2 separate regions of the Gasterosteus aculeatus genome follow, and region 2 is linked to region 1. The links are chromatin contacts, called in public Hi-C maps. All regions are on one chromosome and are shown on one strand. The core of a region is the stretch at or near the end of the contact, and the rest is flanking DNA. Distances in the headings are between cores, read along the strand shown.

Region 1 (6,945 bases), core at 2,880-5,379:
ATCTTGAACAAATGAGAACCAATTTAGACTTAATGTTTTATTTAAATTTATATTTAAATTATCTTTTTTTCCCAAGTTTCCACAGATACCTGACCATAATACAGAACATTTTCTTGTTTTGGAAATATATTGACGCGCTGAAGTTGAGACAGCGTACCTTGTTTTTTTCTTCAATTTCAGGGTTACAGAGAACAGAACAGCTGAGAGTGGAATAAAGCACAGAAACCACCTGCTTGCACTTTTTCTTTTGACCCAAGTGTTAATTCCCAACAATGACAAAGTCACTGATTCCCCAAAAGTCAACACTGTTGCAGTTCCGCTCCTTATTCCTACGTAGGATTTTTGAACTTCCGGAGAATATATATAGAAACATGGACTCATTAGAGCACAAAGCTGCCCACACTTACAGTAATGAACAGCCAGAGACGTGATGACGCGAGCACTGCTACACAAACGCTCTACGAGTGGAAATAAAAGCTCACAACAGCATTAAATGGAAATTAAATAAATCATTCTTTTTTCAGGCCGCAGTATGAAATATTGGTGAATTTAAACTAGATTGCTGCATTCGATTACTTTTAGTTTACCATGATGTACTGCATCTGGTAAACTATGAACACCTCAATACATGACCTTAGATTTTTCTCTTGATTATATTTTTAAAATAAGCTGGTTTTCAACAGCTAGGAAACTTCTCACTTTTTTTCGGCACGTCTCACTTTTAACTCAGCTTGAAAAAAAAATGCTGTTCATTTAGCTCCTACTTTTGAACGTCCCCCCCCTTCCTGTGGACAAACACACAGCGGATGGCTGACAGTGCGAACCTGCCCTCCGCTCTTCTCACGGTGAGGAGAAACCGACTCAGACCCGTGTTTGGACTCAAAGCGAAGACGTGCTCTTTGTCGGTGCCCGGCGGCAAGGAGCAGCCCAACTCCTCCACCAAGAACCGCACCGCCACGCACATGTAGGCCCCGTGGGTGACGACCAGAGCGTGGACAGGGACACCTCTGACCCCCTCGTCTGCTCGTCCCTCCGCAAGAGATGTTGACAACGGATCGGAGGAGGAGGAGGAAGAGGTCTCGTCCTCCTCCCCTCTGTCACGCCAGTGCTCGGCCCCGATCTGCTGGAGGGTTTTCTCCAAGAACTCTTTGACCCGCTGTGTCACCTGAACGGAGCAGACGTTCAGGAACTGCGTCATGCTTCTCTCTTGCATTGTATTTCTTTACAAACACGACATGTCAGGCAAACGTGTCTAGCTGCTTCTGTGAGGGCAACAAGGGGAAGGGTTGTTGTAATGAACACAAGATGGATACAAACTTTTCCATAACAAAAAAACAACCACACACACACACACAAGCTGGTTTTTGAGTTTTAACCGGATCCGACAAGCAGTGACCGGTCAGAGCTGGGAGGGATTCATGGAGCCGGCACCGATTGGGGCGCCTGTTGCTTACGTCAACTCCATCTTTCAGCATTATCATCATCATCATCGCCGCCACGTGCCGGTCACGTGCCGGTCACGTACTGGGATGCACCGGAGTTAACGTCCAAACCGAGATCTAATGGATGAAGGTCTTTCGGGAATAGAACATCCCTCCTTCCGACGCCCCCTCACACACGCGCCCACGCAGCCTCTGACACAAACAACACAGCTAAGTGGTGACTTTTTAATCAGGAGCAGTGACGAACTCGCTGCGGGTGTTTGGGGGGGTGGAAGGGCGTGTACTTTGGTCCTCCTGCCTCACAGGTGCTTCGGCACAAAATGATGACGAAATGATATACGGATCGTGTGGGTGCAAAGAGGCCCTGCGACCTCTGTTGCATCCATGCAGAGGAAGGGATTTGACTGAGAAAATGACATGAGATGTTTTCCTTCCACTTAGAGGGGGATTCAGGTTGGATCCACAGCCGCAGTTAAATATGGAGGCTATTTCCTTTTTTCAGACCAATTGTTAGTATTTCTTGCCAAACCAGATGATTGTGTGTGTCAAAGAAACACATTCAATCTGTTTTATGTTTAATTTAAGTTGCCTATGTTGGAAGGAGTATTTCAAAGTGGGGGAATCATATATTTTGCAATGGAAGTAATGAAATGAAGGGAGGTGGTGATTTGTATCCGGACACACGTGTTATCTGATGTGTGGGGTAACTACATGCTGAACAAAAGGGAGATAAATAATGCCTGCATGATGGATGATATGACAGACAAACAGCTACTCAACCCGTCTTCAACAGCCACAGGCCGTCGCCGCCTCACCTGCTCCTGAGTCTCCCCCTTCGGAGGGGTGAAGCCCGGAAACGACTGGCCCGCTGCCTCGGCCATCTCCCTCACGTCCTGCACCGGCCTCCCCTCCGCTATCCCGAAGCTCTGGGAAACAACAAGATCGTGACTGGATTACTCATGCGTATCTATTAATGAGTAAATGTATTTTAGGAAAATGTTTTTCGTGAAAAAAACTAAAAACAACACACTTTTTGCTGTAAAATCACACAGAGGAAATGCCACTCACTTTCTCCTTAAGCAAAGCGTCACACACCAATTGCAAGCCAGAACAACTGCGGTTGTGTTTCATTATTGTTTCAGCCGTCTGGAATAGATAATACACGTTGACGTCATCTAGTCAGCACATGCTAACATACATCAGTTGGGTGTTTTTTTCATGGTTCTTGCCACAATTAATATTGCTCACAGGAACAAATGTCACAAACTGACACGCTCGGTCCAATGAGGTGTGACAGTGCGTTTCTATTAAATCTAATCAGCCAAGAGTGTGGTACGTAAAATGAGATATTTGGGTCACGTTATCCGGTTTGATTAAAGTGATGGTGACGATGTGCAGCTGTATGCACAAGCCAACTAATAGCCTTGACTAATCCAGACACAGAGTAATAGTAAATGTTTTATCGTAAAAATTTGAATAAATGTCAGTGTGTCTTTTATCGTATAAAGTTTTGTTGTATTTGTTTTTGATGCTTTCATATGGACTCATGTGCGACTCAATAAAGTTGAATGATCAAACAGTAAAATAACTACGCCCTGCAGTGTCTTGATTCATTTTACAAATGAAGGTTGAAGCGTTGCACCTGCTGCGCCCGCAGCATGTTACTGGAAAACACGTTGCTGAACTCAACATCTTTAAGGTAACAGCCGGCTGCCTCAGCCTGCTGCAGCCCGCTCTCAGACAAGGGCGAATCTATGGCCTGGCCTGTATGGAGGGAGACGAAAGGATGAGGGTAAGACTGTAAACGTCTTACTGTACATATTCAGTCGTACTACACCTTGCAGCAGGCCGTCTTTGTTGTACTGCGTTTCCCCACTGCAGAAAATAAACGACTAATCAATATCAAAGTAAAGGAGCAAACAGATTAGTTAAAATGATTTTTTTTTAAACATACATACACGTGAACATGTTTACTCTGCATAATGTTTTGCTGACGGGACCTTTAAGGAGGGCAGATGATCAAACATGGCTCCTGTTAACCATTAATCTATCAATAATCTTTGGTTCGGTTATTAAATGTCAATTATTCAGATATCAGAAAATAGTGAAATGCCTTTTCGAAATAGAAAATATTATTACTATTTCGATAGTAGAGGGTGACTTTGCTAATATGAGAATTGCAGAAAGACAAACTGCGTTTCTATAAAAGTAGCTGCTGTTCCTAATCGCTCCACTGGGGGTCGCGCTCTATGACGAACTCTTTTCAATGACGTCACCGCAGGCAGATGCGCTCGCTTAAAACTGAAATATGACGGTGAAAGTAATAAACCGACTTCTTGTGCAACACGAAGGGGGCTTAACATGTTCGCTACAAATACCCCTCAGGCATGTTACACATGTATTAACGCATGCAGGGTGACTGTATCACATGTAACGTGTGCTGCGTGCGCAGGTCGAAGCAGCCTCACAGTCTATTTTTAGGGGAAACAAACACGAGACATTTATCATAAAAACTATATGAATATGAACGTCAACCGCACTTACTGTCGAATAAGGCTCAGCGCAAATGTCAGCGTCTTCATGCTGTACAATAAAGCACGTGTATATAATATCGCCTTGACGTGTGGCAGCTTCAAGAAGACTGACGTACCGTCGCGTACTCGCGTCGCGCGCGGAGGTAAAGTGTGTTTACTGCAGTTTACACTAATACACGTAAAACTACCGCTGGAAAGTATTAGAACAAAGACTGATGTAAGACCACGTTGTAACTTCGTGTTTTATAAAATGCAGCTTTAACATTAGCGTAATTGTTGTTGTCAATAAAAAAAACTAAATTTATTGAAAAAATTATCAGTGCCAATGTGCACTTAAATTTGGTTGAATATGTGTTACATTTTTAACTTGAAAAGGTTACAAATCAATCTTTTCATTTTATTTTCATTTGAAAGACACGGTACTCAGTCCGCGGGAACTATGAAAGATTCTTCAGGTTAAGTCCAAATGTTTGACCATTCATTAATTCATGACCATCACGCCATCCACTGTCCAGTGCCAACTTAATTTTCTTATTTGCATTTTTTGGTTAGATCTGGTTAGTCTGGTTGACACAAACTAAAAGCAACAGTGTATTAGGGTGTTCACTTTCTCTGTCGATAGTGTTGCATGTAGGCAGAAGTGTTTATTTGTCACCTCACAAGGAGTTTTGCAGAGAGAATATTTTCAATGGGCTCAAGTATACACATGATATTCTCGCCTCATTACCAACCGCGTTGTTCATTGTTGTTGAAAATTAAAAGCACCGTTCAGTGGCCTCTTTATTCTAAGATTATTATGAAATTGTATGGCAGCCATAAAAATGACAGAAAATGTCATAATAACCTTCATATTAAGATAATACTGTAATAATCACAAGGTTCAGGGGCTGGAGTCCGTCCCAGCGAGTGTTGGGTACACCCTGTACTGGTCACCAGTCATATCACTGACAGACACCCCCATTCCGCAAATCTGAGCTAAATCCAAGCATTTGCACCTGTGATCAATAGAAGTAATACAGAAATCACCGCTGTTAGCCTGTTTACAAAAGGCCAACTTTTAATCTAAAACCTATTACGGTCTTATTAGTTTAGTATATTGAACTCATACTTACAAGTCTGTGGCTGATTGTAACGTCTAAGCATCAGATACGTTAATAAATGTCACCACTAGAGAGCACAAACAGCACACTTTATTTGTGACATTTCGCCAGTCAGCCGTACTTGGGAGATTAAAGTTTCAACCCTCCTTCATTATCACTGCTACACACATTAATGCATGTGTCACCCAAACCGTGCAACCGATTCTAACGTGCCACAGAGAACGTGAGGTAAAGCAGGAGGTTAACGGTCTGCCTTTTTATTTCTAGTTTTTTACTTCAATGATTATGCACAATTTAGTTTTATATAAATTAAGTCCCTTCACGTCTATAATGCTCAGTTTCCTGCTGCGCTCACAGGTGAAGAGCCCTTTTTGTTACCAGTAAATTTCCTTCACTTTTGGTTGCATGCAGATTTATTGGACGCGGTTGAAACATTCTTGTGTGTACACATTTGCAGGGTGTGTTTATAAGTGGTCGTCCTCATTCTCTGGCATGCAGGGGAACCGTTGTTATTCTCCCACATTCGTCATCGGTGCTTTGTGTACCTTTCAACCCTTAAAGTGCAGCTAAACTTGCTGTTTCATTGCCGACTCCCACACAAACCAGTCCATTGATTATGAAACAATCAGACGCACCGCTTAAAAGGAGCACAGGCGTGGGAAATAGTGAGCTGATGTGGTGTCACACCCTTTAAAGCAGAAGTTTATTGAACAGAGGTTGTGCAACAGACATTTGAGGTACATGATATGAGTTATAGTGGAGGCGGGGCAGCTAGAAGGGAAATCTGCACCATTGAAACTTCCAGATATCAGAGTATTTATGGTCGGACATGACAGGTGTAGCTCAAACTGTTCTCACGTGGCAGTTATAATGGTGCACAAACAATGTTTCAGACCAAAACGTTTCTTTTCTTACATACAGAATCCATATTTACTGACATTCAGGGTGATTGTGCTTGTATAAAGCAAGAACTGTACTTTGGCCATTGTAGGAATGCTGTTTCCCCATCTCGTGCACAACAAGTCAGATGTTAGCACCAAGATGAACAGAAAAATGAACATGCTTGCACTATCCACAAAATAACCCCCCATACAGGAGATGTTGCTGCGCCCGCCCTCCAATAGGTTAAGTCCATCTCACTGAGCAAGTTGTTTCTCCACTAAAATAGTGGGAATCATCCACAAAAAGAATAACCTGTCGTTCCTCGCTCTCCCTCCACCCCCCGTCGCACGCGTTTCCCCCTGCGCTCCGGGCGACTAACCGCAGAGGCATCGGTATAAGATTTGCTTGTGTTTTGTTTTGTCCAGTAATCCTGAGGTATGCGAAATACCACTGAAGAAGAATGTGACCGAAGGAGAGCAAAATAGATAAAAGAAGAGGGAAAGGAGACATGCTATCTAAGCAAACTGTACAAAGAACATTTCCAGTCGAATAGTCATTTCATGTTCTTCTATCACCATCTACTTCTGTTTTTTCTGAATGTATCTCTTAAGCAGTAAAATAATTATATTATAATACACGTTTATAAAATAGCAGCACACTCAAGTGACACATCACAACTAAGTAATGTTATTTTTTTTTGTATAAATGACACAAATTCATAGCTTTTAGCAGCGCAAAAAGACAACAATAACTCAATAAAAATATTGACACTTTTTTCTTGTCTTCACACCTCCTCTTCTGTCCTCTCTTCACTTTGGAATACAGTATCTCTAAATCTTAGAAAACCCCTTGTGTGGGTCTGGTCACCCCATAAAATATATCAAACACAAATTGAAAAGATGGTTTCAATATATAACACATGCAACAATCATTTGCAGGAAAGAAAATCACAACTATTACGTTTGGGAGAGAGCAAAATGAAGAGGT
Region 2 (6,945 bases), core at 2,763-5,262, 120 kb after region 1:
GCAAGGACACAGTGGCTCCCGCGCAGACGCCGTGCGTTCGTCGGGGGCCATAGTGCCATGAAACTGGGACAAAAGTCGGAGGAGTGGTCTCGTGACCGAATGGGAAATGTTCATTTCACATCGCTAGAGCAGCCAGAGACATGCGTTCGGGGAAAGTGAATCTCAAAACCTTTGTCCACGTGCCCTTGAGCAAGACATTGAATCCCTGTTAAGGAGCACAGTGGGCAGAAGTAGAAGGTGGCGTTGGCTGAATATACGATTCCTGGCTAAATGAGGCACATCAAACCCTGTATTTACTCATTAAATTGCCAGGCACAGAAACACAACTGAGGGCAATTTACAAAAGAGGAGGACCATGACGCTGTGAGAGAAGATGACAGTGGGCACCTTTATCTGAGAAAATCCACAGCCCAGACATGTAAAACAAGGGGCGAGGACTGAAGAATGAAAGAATCTCAGGAAGACAGTGGGTCCAGTTTGTCTCGAGATGCTCTGGCGTGCCGGTGATCACAGACAGCCTCCCGTCGTTAAGTCATCCTGAGTAGCAGCAAGGGGACAGCGGGAGGACAGAGGAACAGGACTGCTGGACCGCAGCAGGGCGAGCGGCGCTGGTGGGGCCGGGCGGCCGGCGCATTGTTCTGGGAGGCGAAGCAGGAGGGCATCGCGGCCCCCGGGGCCGACCGCTAGCCACGCGCTCCCTCACCGGAGGGCCCGCGTGAATTATTACATTTGGTTCTGTTATCTTTCATCATGGTTCATTACGGACGGACAATTGAGATTCGAGCAGGAGGCAACACGCTCAGGGGTGCGTCGCCCCCCCTCCGCCCCCTTCGCTCCCCCCAGATGCCCTCGGAGAGAGAGAGAGAGAGAGAGACAGAGAGAATCCCCGCACTCTCCGCTGAAAAGGACAGAGGAGGATGGACAAAAAACACATTGTCCGTGGATTTAAAAAGGAGGCTTATGGCTGCTATGAAGGGTGGAAAAAAAGCGTTTTTGAGAAGAAGAGAAGAATGAATCTGCCCGCTGATGCACGCTCAATGAGATGTACGCTGGCGGAGCCATAGAAAAGAAGTGTGAATTGAAAGGGATGGAATCTGAAGCAAATGACACTCGAGTGTTTGGAAAATAACTGACAGCTGCACAATGGGGCAGCAAAACAGGCCGCAATCTGCCCACAGATGAAAAGACAGGGGCTTGAATAGAAGTGCGGCCAAATACATACAGAGATACTGTCCATTAATAGCAGAAGTGGATAAATAGACAGCCGTGAAAATGGATATGAAAGGTGAGGTTTTGCTCTGATAAATTAACCCGACAAAAGAGACAACTACAAAGAATTTGTGAAACAATTAGGCTTTCTCGCTTTAAGTTCAACTGCCACAAGGACGCCCGGCAAGTTTAGGCCTCGAGAAATTTTATTTACCGTGGACAAAAACATTCACTTTCTCACGGAGACAAAACAGAGACCAAATGTCACTTAAACATTTAAGTCGTGAGGAGTCCAGAAGGGGACATCGGTATTGTTAGAACTCATCGCAGCTGATTACGAACCTCAAAGTGTGAATAAGTGCAGTATCCCTGAAACAACGAGCGATCCAGGAAAAAAATGCACGCGTCCCGGTATAATCGCAGCAGCCCCGCTTTGTCATACGTGTCTGGGAGGTGAGTATCAGAACACACTCCTCTTGTCACTCGCTGCTCTCTGCATAACACAGGCATTTTCCATTCTGTCAGCGAGAGACGGCGAGCACACTGGCTCCTTCTAGGCTCAGCCGCCACTTCATTAAATGACTTCAGACTCTTGGCAAAGTCGGTGGGGAAAAGTCTATATTAGCTGTTTGTGAGATCCACGGTGGGTGACCAACAAAGGCCATATTTGTTCCCCGATGCCGGGTGCGGCTCGAGGGGCGATTTCGGGGAGCCCACGGGTTGGAGGGGGTACCCTCTCCAACAGAGCCTCCGCTCCCATTGGTGTCTCACGCATGCTGTCGCTTCTTCTTCCTCTTCTCCCTCTCTCTCGCTTACCCCAAATATATCCAGACACAAGTCAAACACACTAGAGCTTCGTTGACCTTTGCCCTACTTTCCAGGGGAAATGGCGTTGACGATTTGAAGTCACTGTTAAGGGCAGACCAGCGGCAGCAGCAATAAAGAGCAGCGTATTTGGAGTGGCGTCATTATGCGGGATTGATCGCACCGCGCCACGTTACGGGTCACGTTTACAAGAGGCCCGGATGCCGGGGGGCGGGATTGGGGAACCCGACGGCCAGAGGGAGGAGCATTTGGTCGACCGAGTCAAAGCGCGTAGCGGAGAGCGGGCGGCGAGTCAATTGAGGGATGTTTGAAGAGACTGACAGACGAGCGTGTTGGGAATAAAAGGTGCAGATAGAGACCCAGACCCACACTGGGAAGTCTCTTCTTTTTATTTACAATAAGTCTTCTAAAACCAATAAAAAAAACAGGTACACAAACTGATCAACACATGGTACTGAGAACGACGCCAAAAAGGGACACAGCTGTCTGCACAGCTGTACAGACGATCAATCGGATCGACCAGAGGTGCCAGTTCTAAAGTCTACCTTGTTTTTTACCTTTCCCCAATCTGCTGGATTTATTTGTTCTAATTAAGCAAGTTTGGGCCCCTTGCCTTCACAAATTAACTCATTAATCTTGTTGTGACAAGTCAGAGGAGGAAATTGGCCAATTATCCCTCAGAAAAAACAAAAAGAAAGCGATTTCTTTCAACGGCAGGAGGTCAGAGACGTTTATACCAACACATAAAAAAAAGGTATTTTTGGACAAGTATGCACAATGCATCATATTTGAGTCACTGTCTATTCTGGTTTTCCACATTGGGTGAGTTGTTACGGTGTGCGCTGAGCCATGAGCGGGGTTCAGCCTCGCGCTCCCTCTTGTTGAGTGTGTCAAGACCAATTATTGAGATCAAACTTGTGTGTTTGAACCCCCCCCCCCCCCGCCTGGCAATTTGATACTGATTGAGACTTTGTTGACACGAGTCAAAACACATGACACATAAGGAACGAGCCTACTAAACAGCCTACAGCATGGCCGTACGGGCGGGGCCGCCCAGCAAGAGGCCTCCTCCGCCAAGATAGTGCGCGTGGGGGGGGGGGGGGGGGTACTGCGATTGTTCGGGCCTCCTGTAATCCCACACACTGGTACCTCTGTGCACAACGCGCAGCGGGGTGATGAGACTCACGTGCGAGTGATTCAGAGGCTGCGTGAGGTTTTTATTTGCAATTGTCCCCCCCCCATCCGTAGCCTGCCCGCACCCCGCACGCATAAATGTCCCCATGTGACGGTACGCTTCGGTCCTGACCTCCTCCACCGCTTCGCCACGACGACACAAAGCTCTTTTTTTACTGGAAACTCTTCTTCGAAACACCGGAGGAAGTTTGCATTCAATTAAAAGTACCCCACAAAAAAGGTGCGTGCGTGCACACACACACACACACACACACAAAAACACCCTGCCACTAACCTTAAGATGACCCCCGGGCATCCTGAGCCATCCACCACATTACACGAGGGGATTTGGAGCACAAAATGAAGAAATAACACCAAGCAACACTGTGTCTCAGTTCTTTTCACCATGGGGTTTTATTCCGAAAAATGTGGGGAGTTTCAAAATACTACATCCTTCCTGCAGTACACGAGCATTCTGAATAGCTCTCTGTGTCTTTAATTAGCCTCTTCTACCTTTTTATCAGGGATTTGTCCGTCACTCTCTCTCTCTTTCTATGGAGCTCTCTGTCTTTCACACACACGATGGCGTGTGCGATTCCCATCTAATCCACATACATCCTCTGTGTGGAGCCCACTGGATCGGTGTTTTTGGCTTCTGGTGTGAGCTCCCAAGTTGAGGTCAGACTTTTGGGGTCACAAGGGGCCTGCGGAGGGCCGTGCTGGACTATGCTGTGACAGTGTGAAAGCTCTTCATCGGCGTGGCCTCAACGCAGCTTCGGCTGAAGCAGGCGTCGTGCAGCTAACATCGTGCTGACAGGACTCAAAGGTTTTACCTGCAGGGACACCGTAGTGCGGGTGCTACGCTCAGGTGACAACGTGCTCGTTTGGGGCGGCGTTTCCACCGGCAACCCCACTATGAGGGAAGTGAAGTGTGGAGATCAGGCGCTTGCCGGCGGTGCACACTCACATGCACTAAAAGCACTCGAGACCAGCTTGGGTAGGCATTGAAAGCAAGGAGAGAGGATGTGATGGCAACGGTTATTAGCTGCTCAGCTAGATAATGCACCACCACGTCTATCGATAGCAAAATAGTAAAGATACTGGTGTGAATATAGAATAGGGTACCTTTGGGTTAACTTTTGATTTTGTGTAGAAAAGTCCGGGCAGAGTAATGCTGCTTCACCATCCTCAGGTACAGATAGGGCCGTGTCATAATATTTTTGAAAACTAAAATGTGCCAACATAAATTTACATTTTTGACTGAATTTTACCATCAAACTTCTACAAAGCAGCCTGTTAAACAGGATTTATCATTTAACAACGTTGTTTATTTTGAAAAAAAAAAGAAAACAAGAAATATATGAATTTTTTGTCAATTTTTGTGACCAATATCAATCAATATCAAGCGAATCAAAAGTATCTAAAGATTTTAAACATTGCATGAACATTTTTCTTTGTGAAGTGAAGAAAGTCTTGTTTCATCCTATAACTGAGGTGGAAGCCCTCCTCACATTGACGCACACTCGTGTCACATTGAGGTCATATTTTAAGCGTCTTTGGATTTCATCAGCTTGACACGTCTGCTCTCTAGTGGAGATGCATCAGAACCACAGCAACGCCAGTATCTTCTAGCACTGCACTCTAAATATATGATTAAATAAGTTTGTCATTTTGTGCGCTTCATCCAGAGCTTTCTACTATACAATATGATGAACTCACGTTACAAGAATAACTTGAAAACCAATATCTATATTTTTTTATTCATAATGTTGTAAAAGTGGATGTATTTTTGCACTCACATTCAGACATACATATTATCCATACATGACATTACTTTATACGCTGCATGAGGCAAAAACACATATGATTTCTCCAGCGGTAAATATTATTATCCAATAATTAGATCTATATTATATCTGATGCAACTCTTATATGTAATTAGGTTATGGTGTGTAAATGTTGTTTAAACGTTTATTTTTTTTGTGTTACCTTTCATATTTGTGAAAAGAAACTGCATGTACAGTTTGTGGAGAGCAGTGGAAGAATTCCATGAATGCAGTTTATTTCCATTCTGATCATAGTTGTTACTTAATAATATAATAACAACACAAAAGTTGAATGGGTCATTTTACATTAAGTAATTAGAATTGAGTGGCTGCTCTTGAAAAACAAACTGTGTGGAATCATGAATAAACTAAAAGCAGTTGTGTTCTGATCAAGTTGATACAACACTGTTGTGTTGATAGGTGTGAGTTCTTAAAAAGACATTAGTGATGCACGGCTACACTTGCACAACCTTTCCTGACCACTAGAGGTCAGCGTTCTGTCATATATGAACTGCGGCCCGGACGGACGCCACGGCCACGTTATCACACTCTGACACTGACAACCGAAAGCAGAATGATGAAAATCCGTCCAATGCAGCTTCCTCATCCGATAATTTAAAAGTCACAATTGCGCCAGTAATGCTCGCATGCAAAGATGAGTGGAACCGTCACTGGGACCTTGAGCACCCATCCGGGATCTACCGATTAAATCAACGAACCCTTCTGCCCTGCGTTGATGACAGTGCAGTAACAAATAGGGCAGAGAAAAAGTTTGCTCCACCATCACTTTCCATCCCGCCGGCTCCGCTCCTCTGACGCCGACCTCCTCATCCACCCCCCACAGGACCAAGCACCGGAGATGGGGTGACAGAGCCTTCTCCATAGCTGCCCCCCCCCCACTCCCCCTTTCCCTCTGGAACGCTCTCCCCAAACTCACCCGAGACTGCACTGACCCCTCCACATTCAAAACACAAACCAAGACTCTTCAGAACCGCTTTTAATAGATGACTGCGTGTTCTGTGTGTGTTCGCTATTTGCTTGGTTTTATTTATTTACAGTTCAGCTTTTAGGATATTATATAATGTTTTATTAAAGTGACTTTGAGCATTTGGAAAAGCGCTAAATAAATGAAATGTATTATTATTTTTATTGTTAAGGAGAGCTCAGATATTACCCACCTGTATATCATACCTTTAATAAAGCAAATTATCATTATTATATAATAAAATCGTAAAAAAATAAATAAAGCAAATGAACATCTTTACAAAAGGAAATACTTCTTATTCATATTATCAATGGCTCTTTTTACAGAAAGTGTCTGACACATGAAACGTTTTCAGAAAGAAAATTCCCCTTGTACGTTTTGTCTGCCTGAATCGATCTTTAAAAAAGGAGGCAGATTGCCGGTAAAGACGGCCACAAAAAAAACAAAAAAGTATGTTTCCACTTCACCGATCTTTGCGCACAACATGACAAGCCTGAGCGAGTGGGCAAAAATCAAACACTGTGTTACTTTTAATAATGCAAAGCTGTGAGTGCACAGCAGTGGGAGCTGTTTTATGGTCAATGCATCATAGATTCATGAGCGACCGGAGCTTTCGATTTCTTTTTGTTCACTCGGGGAGTGACAGTGGAACATATTCCCGCAGGAGCAAAAGAATCTATTCAGTCCCAGCTGATGCATGTGAAATCGTAGAAAATTGTTTTCCTTTTGAGACGTTGGTGTTTAAATGGCTGGACCGTCGAGGCAACCTGCTGTGCTGAAGCTAAACGTGGACACAAGCAGCAGAAAGGGAACATCACGCAGCTCATTCGACACGGCTGATTTAACGTGTAAACCGTGTCGCTTGCGTTCCTGCAGTATTTACGCTGGCATAATCAGCTTCGCCAGGCCCGGGACGCCGTTCCTGCC

What was found. A called contact is a pair of places that touch in the nucleus more often than the background predicts.
Region 2: a Hi-C map of liver shows a contact between it and region 1, with 5 times the contacts expected there. The contact joins the enhancer-like site here to the promoter of tigara in region 1. A contact is called at or near these places in 2 of 6 Hi-C or Micro-C datasets (liver and skeletal muscle).

The regions. Positions count from the first base shown.
Region 1 is chrX:6,176,592-6,183,536 of fGasAcu3.hap1.1, forward strand. tigara (TP53 induced glycolysis regulatory phosphatase a) reads right to left here and starts at 4,130. Exons shown (of 5, transcript XM_040163629.2): 1 at 3,987-4,130; 2 at 3,278-3,317; 3 at 2,511-2,588; 4 at 2,258-2,368; 5 at 28-1,165. The coding sequence starts at 4,024. The coding sequence ends at 761. ccnd2a (cyclin D2, a) reads right to left here. Exons shown (of 6, transcript XM_040162197.2): 6 at 5,740-6,945.
Region 2 is chrX:6,295,534-6,302,478 of fGasAcu3.hap1.1, forward strand. All of the region lies in intron 1 of ccnd2a (cyclin D2, a), which reads right to left. Among protein-coding and RNA genes, the nearest start is that of ccnd2a, 6.4 kb to the right of the region's middle. Within about 2 kb of position 4,013, at least 1 of the 9 cell types and tissues checked has open chromatin away from gene starts, as enhancers often do.